2 separate regions of the Lactuca sativa genome follow, and region 2 is linked to region 1. Evidence: chromatin contacts called from public Hi-C data. All regions are on one chromosome and are shown on one strand. The core of a region is the stretch at or near the end of the contact, and the rest is flanking DNA. Distances in the headings are between cores, read along the strand shown. Region 1 holds the start of LOC111904291 (photosystem I assembly factor PSA3, chloroplastic). Region 2 holds the start of LOC111904287 (protein KINESIN LIGHT CHAIN-RELATED 2).

Evidence for each region. A called contact is a pair of places that touch in the nucleus more often than the background predicts.
Region 2: a contact with region 1 is called in a Hi-C map of seed, with 7 times the contacts expected there. The contact joins the promoter of LOC111904287 here to the promoter of LOC111904291 in region 1. A contact is called at or near these places in 3 of 4 Hi-C or Micro-C datasets (leaf and seed).

What each region holds. Positions count from the first base shown.
Region 1 is chr3:197,595,143-197,598,776 of Lsat_Salinas_v11, forward strand. LOC111904291 (photosystem I assembly factor PSA3, chloroplastic) reads left to right here and starts at 1,825. Exons shown (of 3, transcript XM_023900061.3): 1 at 1,825-2,272; 2 at 2,389-2,553; 3 at 2,647-3,034. The coding sequence starts at 1,895. The coding sequence ends at 2,967. It overlaps LOC111904290 (peptidyl-prolyl cis-trans isomerase CYP38, chloroplastic), which reads left to right. Exons shown (of 7, transcript XM_023900060.2): 6 at 406-477; 7 at 568-987. The coding sequence ends at 795.
Region 2 is chr3:197,849,615-197,853,181 of Lsat_Salinas_v11, forward strand. LOC111904287 (protein KINESIN LIGHT CHAIN-RELATED 2) reads left to right here and starts at 2,086. Exons shown (of 3, transcript XM_023900056.3): 1 at 2,086-2,538.

The DNA.
Region 1 (3,634 bases), core at 575-3,074:
AAAAATACAGTATTTTAAATGTCCTTTTATGTCATTTCATATTTTTCAGTTAGCTTTTCAGCTAGTTTTACTGAACTTTATTTTTAATAGTTAGCTTTTCACCTATTAACCGGCTTTTGATTTAACAACTAGCTTTTTAGCTATCAGCTAGTACGCCAAACATAGCCTAAATGACATAAAAGGCCATTTAGAAGAATATGTTTTCTATAACTAATTAAGAGGTTTATTTGGAAAATTATAAAAAAGCTCTTGAAAAGCTAGTCTAAGTAGTTTTTTAAAAAGCTAGCTTATAAGCACTTTTTGGCATGCCAAAACATGACAACTTAAAAAAACTTGAAAAATAAGCTAGTTGTTTCATGCCAAACACAACCTGAGTTTAACTGATATCATCTGCATATCATGAAGGACATTGGTCTCTACAAAGCTCAAACAAAGCTACCCTTCAATGCATTTGGAACCATGGCAATGGCTAGAGAGGTAAGTTATTATCATTACAATTATTATTCTAATAATAATAAATAAATAAATAATAAGTTTGGTTTGTTTTTTTTTTTTTTTTTGTTACAGGAATTTGAAAACAACTCGGGGTCAAGCCAAGTGTTTTGGCTATTGAAAGAGAGTGAATTGACACCAAGTAATGCGAATATATTGGATGGAAGATATGCAGTGTTTGGATATGTGACAGAAAATGAGGATTTTTTGGCCGATTTAAAAGTGGGAGATGTGATAGAATCAGTTCAAGTGGTTGCAGGATTGGATAATCTTGTTAATCCGAGTTACAAGATTGTTGGCTAATTTATTCATTTTTCTTTATTTTATGAGGATTGGTTTGGGAAGTATGAGTGTAATGGATTACATTTCATTATGAGGGAATTGTTGTAAGGTGTAACAATACTTATATTTATTTATGTTGTTTTCATAAGTTATGTAATGAATTCTTGTACAAGTTTTTGGAATAAAATTTGGTTGTAATAATGGTTGAGATGATTTAAGTGTTTTTTGTGACAACTTTCTTAAAATGTAGCTATGAAAAATGGAATACCATTTTAAGTAAATGCAAATATTACTATCATCTTTGAAACTAGTCAAATTACGAACATGACCATTTTAAGAAAATGCAAATATTAATATCATCTTTGAAACTAGTTAAATTAAGAACATGTTTTTTGTCAGAGAAAAGCAAAACCATGTTTGATATGTTTTTGTTGACAAAAAGTACTACAAAGCTTGAAAGTTTTGAACAATTTTCGAATATGTTGAGTAGTTTCAAGCTTGTTCATTTGTATGTATAGTTTTTGTTTCCAACTTGTTCTTTCTGTTAGATCTCCGCTGAAAGGATACAAAAAGAAAGAAGTCTAAAGAGAAAAAAGAATGGAGGAGAGAATGAAAATGGATGATGGAAGAAGAGATAATGATAATGAATACTGATCATTGTATAAAGATAGAAAAATAAGTGATTAAACGTGTAAAAAAACATAAATGACTAAATATATACAAAAATAAATATAAGTGTACATATTAATTGTTGCAAGAAAACTTACTAGAATACCATAAAACTAAATAACTATTGATAACTTATTTTAGTTAGTATTTTGATTCAGATTATCACTTTACATACATCTAAAACTCACCCCAAAAATCAAATGTACCAGTTTCAAACTCAAAAAGTGTAAAAAGCTAGAAACTTAGGATGTTTAGAGCGTCACAGGGTATGAAATACAAAAGACAAGAAAGTGGGGGGAGCAAAATGTTTGAATGAAAAGTAGAGGGGGTTAAATGTAGAAAACTTAAAAGACAAATGCAGAGGATAAAACCGCCCAACCACTGATATCCAACGGATGAGGCAAGATATCAAAAGGAAATATTCAAACTCCGACACACTCCACCGTCAGACATGGTGGTTATCACCTCCATCACCACCACAACCAACACCAGTCTCACACATATCTACACCCTAACCTGCAACCCTTCAACAACCTCTCTTCGTTACTTCCGCCACCTCCCCAAAACAGCGAACTCCACCATTTCCAGATCATCCAATGGAGTCGTGGTTATTAAGTCTTACATGGAAGACTCCAACACCATCTCCGGCTTCGCCAACAAAGTCATCGGCGCCTTGCCTGTAATCGGCCTCGTCGCCAGAATTCTAACTGACACCGGTGGCGTCGGCGGCGATTTCATTGATTTCGCCGAGTTTCGGAGAAGAGTCGGGAGGAATGCTTCCGTGAATGATTCTAGAGCTTTCATCGATTTCCAGGATCGAAGAGGAAAGGTACCTACTTCTCCATCACTCCATTCCTAATCCATCGCGAACAAATAATTCAAAATTCATCGTAATCTAGGGTTTCTCGAACTTACGATTTTGTTTCTGATTTAATCGCGAAATAGGCAGGGGATCCTCTATACGTGTTGATGTGCTGTTGGCTAGCTGCATTAGGAGCAGGATTGCTAAAATCTGAAGAAATTCTCGAAGGAGTTACGAGACTTCGGATCTCGAACGACATTGAATTCGAAGAAGAAACTTTCATCGCGATGATGAATGAAGCAAGAGAGGTTCGTTTAATCGTTTATGATTTTCGAAAACTTATGAACATCAAATTAAACGTTTCATGAATCGTAAATTGTGATATAACTGTTGAAATACAGAGAAGATTGAAGTCAAAAGTACCTGCACCGACGATTCCAATGGAGGCGAGAGCTGAGAAGGCGTTGGATGCGATATACGTGTGTTGTTTTGGAAGAGATGTGATTGATGAAGAAGATGAGAGGCAATTGCGTATAATGTTGAAAGTAGTTTTTCCTTCTGTTGGACAAAATGAGATCGATAGGATTGTGAAGGCGAAGGCTAAAAAAGTAGCGGAAGGAGGGGAAGAAGACAGGTTCCCGGAGCCGAAGCCGTTGTCTAAAGAAGCTGTGCAGCTGCAAATGAAAGATCTCCAGTTTCTCCAACAAAATAACGATAGTTAAATTTGTAGTTTCGTTTACGTTATGGCACAGATCTGAGTTATATATATGAGTAATTATTTTTGTGACTTGATACGGAAAGAAAGGGTAAAATCTGGATAATTTAGTGTAAATTTTGGGGAAATCTTCATAAACTTCCAATATTATAGAATTTTTTTTAACAGAAAAACCAGGATATAGGATAAATTGAACATGTGGGCCCATTTCTTCCGGTGACCCTAAGCAACACTTGGTGATGTGGCATCAAGTGGCTTTTGTGGAATCATACTCAAAGTCGTCTCTTATTTCATCCTTACTCACTTTCTCATTTTCTCATTTCACCGTTCTCAATAAATTAGGGTTTTATCCTTCTTGAAGACCTACATATTGATGTGGAGTTTGATGAGTATTTTAAAAGGAAACCAATTTCTTGATGTGAAGACAAGTTTCTCAATATTCTTTGTGAAGAAGATGATGATGCAAATGATGGTGTTGAACCTCAAAACAATGAAAAAGAATCGGACAAAGACTATGTGGAAGGTAGTGACGATGAAGATAGTGAATATGATTTCGAGTGTTCCACCCACAACCTAAAGGCAAAATGGAACTTAATGAAACCAATGTGTTGTGAAATGTATGAACCCTCACATGAATTGAATTTGTGTTGAACCAACTATGCCATTAATAAGGG
Region 2 (3,567 bases), core at 836-3,335, 250 kb after region 1:
GTCAAATTTACATAAATGGTCCTTATGGTTTATAAAATGTCACAATTTCAATTCCTGCAACTTTTTTTACAAACATGATCACTATTGTTAGGATATGATGATCATAAGAGCACAAAACAACAAAATCATTAAAGTTATTACTTGATCTTCATGATCCACTATAGATCTTGTTCTAGCAACTTTTTAATAACATAATCAACTAAAAAGAAATAGATTGAATCATACCTTCTTGTTGAAATAGTAAAGCCGAATTTATCTTGTCTTGGACGATTTAGAGCCCAAATGAGAACTTCGGTAGTGATCGCACCTAAGAACGATAACTAAGAAACTAGACAACAACAAAGAAAACTCCAAAACCCTATCCATGAGAGGGACAATCGAGAGGTCGTGAAGAACCATGAAGTTAAGATGGAAAAAAAGAGGGAGAAGCCATTTCATCATATGATCAAACATTAGCGTTGATTTTTATTCTAAGTATTATCTCTTATAATTGATATATAAATCCCTTTATTTAAGGGATAAATACTACTAATTTAAATTGGGGTAGTTACACTTAAGACCCTTAATTCTTCTATTTTCCAATTAATGCGTTATATCAAAATTTAACGAACTAGTCCATAATTCGCCTCTATCTAATGCTTAAATCATATCTTACATGTAACCCAAAAAGACTATGCTAATTATGAAAAATCACTAACTTGTTGTGACCATGTGCATATTTCCAACTGTCTACCACTTGCAACTATTACAAGAACCATATACTCCTACCTTCCTTAGAGTAGAAAGGTGTACGTCGTCTAAGACTACAGATGTACTCATAACCTAGAGGTATGGATAGTATTAAGTAAGTGATAAATATTTCTTTGTTATATGATATCCATATAAACATAAGACATGAAAATTTGTCAATCAAATATTTAAGACTATGTTTCTCGATAGAGGTTTGTGATGACCCACAACATACTACACGATTGATCTATTATTAATTTAGTATGAGTATAACAATACATTTGAAGTCAGTACCAAATCATCGAGGGGCCTAACGATGTCACTTCTCATGTTATGGTAAAAGGAACACATAAACTTTGAATACATGGACGGTATCACTCACTCTTCATGTCACAAACCAGACATTCCTTGTTTGACTGTCAGTTATGGACACATTAAGAGCACCAAAGCACAACAAATTGCATGACTAAGAATCCCATTCATCTCCATATGAAGAATATATATGATATTACTATCTTAGAATTACCCGTAACAGTTCCCATGAAGTAATCTCTAACTACGGGTTACTCTAATACTTAGTCTCCATTAAATACACATGAGTATTAGTCGCATCTCCATATTATATCCATCTCCATGAAGAATATACTAATATCTCGTGCAGTCTTAAACCGCTACCCACTTTTAGAAATATGACTAAATATGGTATATGGAGGCTTTAAATAAATTAATATTTTAGAATTTGGTTAAACATGCAAATAGAATACAATAGTAAATTAATGAAATGACTTTTCTTCGAGACATATTATGATATCGACTTAATAGTCACCAAATCACATAAAAATTTACAATTTATAAGTTCCCAAATAAGATCAAACTAAACTAGGCACATTCAAGCAAAATGATTTATAAATCTAATGTCTTTCAACCTAGTATGACAATCATACTTGGGTTGTAACAATGGCTTTGTGAATGGATCGACGAAATTATATTCTGATATAACTCTAGTGACTATGATGTCTTCATTTCTACTAATTGTCATATGCAATGATACCGGCCGACTATATATGCCTTGTACAGTAACAACGTCTCACACTCCTATTTTCATAATTAATGAATATTTTTTTATGGTTAACAAATGTAATGATTCAACCTTAACAAAATAAATCAACACTTCCTCTTAAATTTGTTAAAATTGAAAAATTTATTATTGTAAATAAAATTACAATATTTAATATAAAATTAATTCAAAATACATTATTATTATTATTATTATTAAATTAAATATTGATGGGAGAGTGTAAACTAAAAAAGCACAATCAAAAATGACATGCCAAGTAACACGATGGAGAAAGGGCGAGGGAGGGAGCGTTGCGGTTGCTGAGAGGGCGGTGTTGGTGGGAGATAATAAGTCCCCTTCGCTTGTAACATTCCATCTCTCTCCACCTCCATTTTTCTTTTTCACATATTTCTCCCATTAATTCTCTCTGCACATTTCCACTTATACATACATATATATTTATATCTACCAACACGTCACCCACAGACATACCTTAAATTATACATATATCATTCATCAGAATTATTTTAGTTTTGATTCCATTTTTGCTTCTTATCTTCTTCATCAACCACCTTTTCTCTGTTCATCAATCGGCGTATACCTTCATCTTTTTCTCTATATAAACACACACACTCCACCTACAAGGAGTCAAACACACATCTTTCAGTTCTTCCCCTTTCTCTGTTCTTCCTCTTGTTCATAAATCACAATCACAGAAACGATTCGGTTGATTTTGCTTCGAGTTTATCGAGGTAAGTGATAAATTCTCCCGCTCATTTTCGATTATTCCAAGATTGTCAATTTCGAATGAGATTTTTTTTCTTCGACGTTCTTCATGGATGAATGTTTGTTTATTAGTTTTTTTTGATATTATAATCGTGATTCAATTACACAAAAAATAGAACTAATTTAGGTTATAATCGTGATTCAAAATGAACTGTATGTCTAAATCTTTTCTATTCAGAAAAATTAGATTATTATGGATATAATCAGCATACTTTTGTTTATTTTTCATTTCGGCAATACAATTTTCTATTCTTTTTGTTTTTTCGTTTCAATTTAAGACTTTTTATATTATCGAAAACATATTGCTACTTTAGGTTAAAAATAACAAAGAATATTTTGTTTAAAAGGAATACACGTAAATGTATGCTAACATTTTGCGAAAAATTTGTGTACATATAACAGATTTTTTTTGACAATTTCTAATTGGTTTTTCTTTTTAGTTTCTTAGCTAGTTCTTTTAATAAAAACATATAGCAAATTTTTTAAATTAAGTATTTGATAAAAAAACTTATTTATAATATTAAAGAAAATAGGGATTATCGGTTTTATATGCTATCAAATCCAAGTGACCCAAATTTTACGACAATATATTCTTATCTCATTCTGCATTGAATTTTACGTTTTGTGATTCTTAAGTTTTGTATTCTTTTATTGTGATTCAATATTTTAAAATTTTGGGCGAAGAGAATATTAAACCTTTGAGTAAAAAGAACTGAAGTCGACATTAATTTCCATTTAGAATTTACATGAAACATTCATTAACAGTTACTCCAGTTATTCCCTTTTTTATTATTCTTTATTTTTCATACCATGATTATTTCACACTCAAAAGTGGAGCACACGTTTTAGTAGAAATTTTTGTGTTTCATGAACATCCTTTTCAGTTTAAAAAATTATTATATTTCTACAACTTTTTTTAGCTCCAATACAAAAATTTTAGAAATTGTTAAAATAATTATTTTATTTTATAAAAGTATTTTTTTTTTTTCTATTTT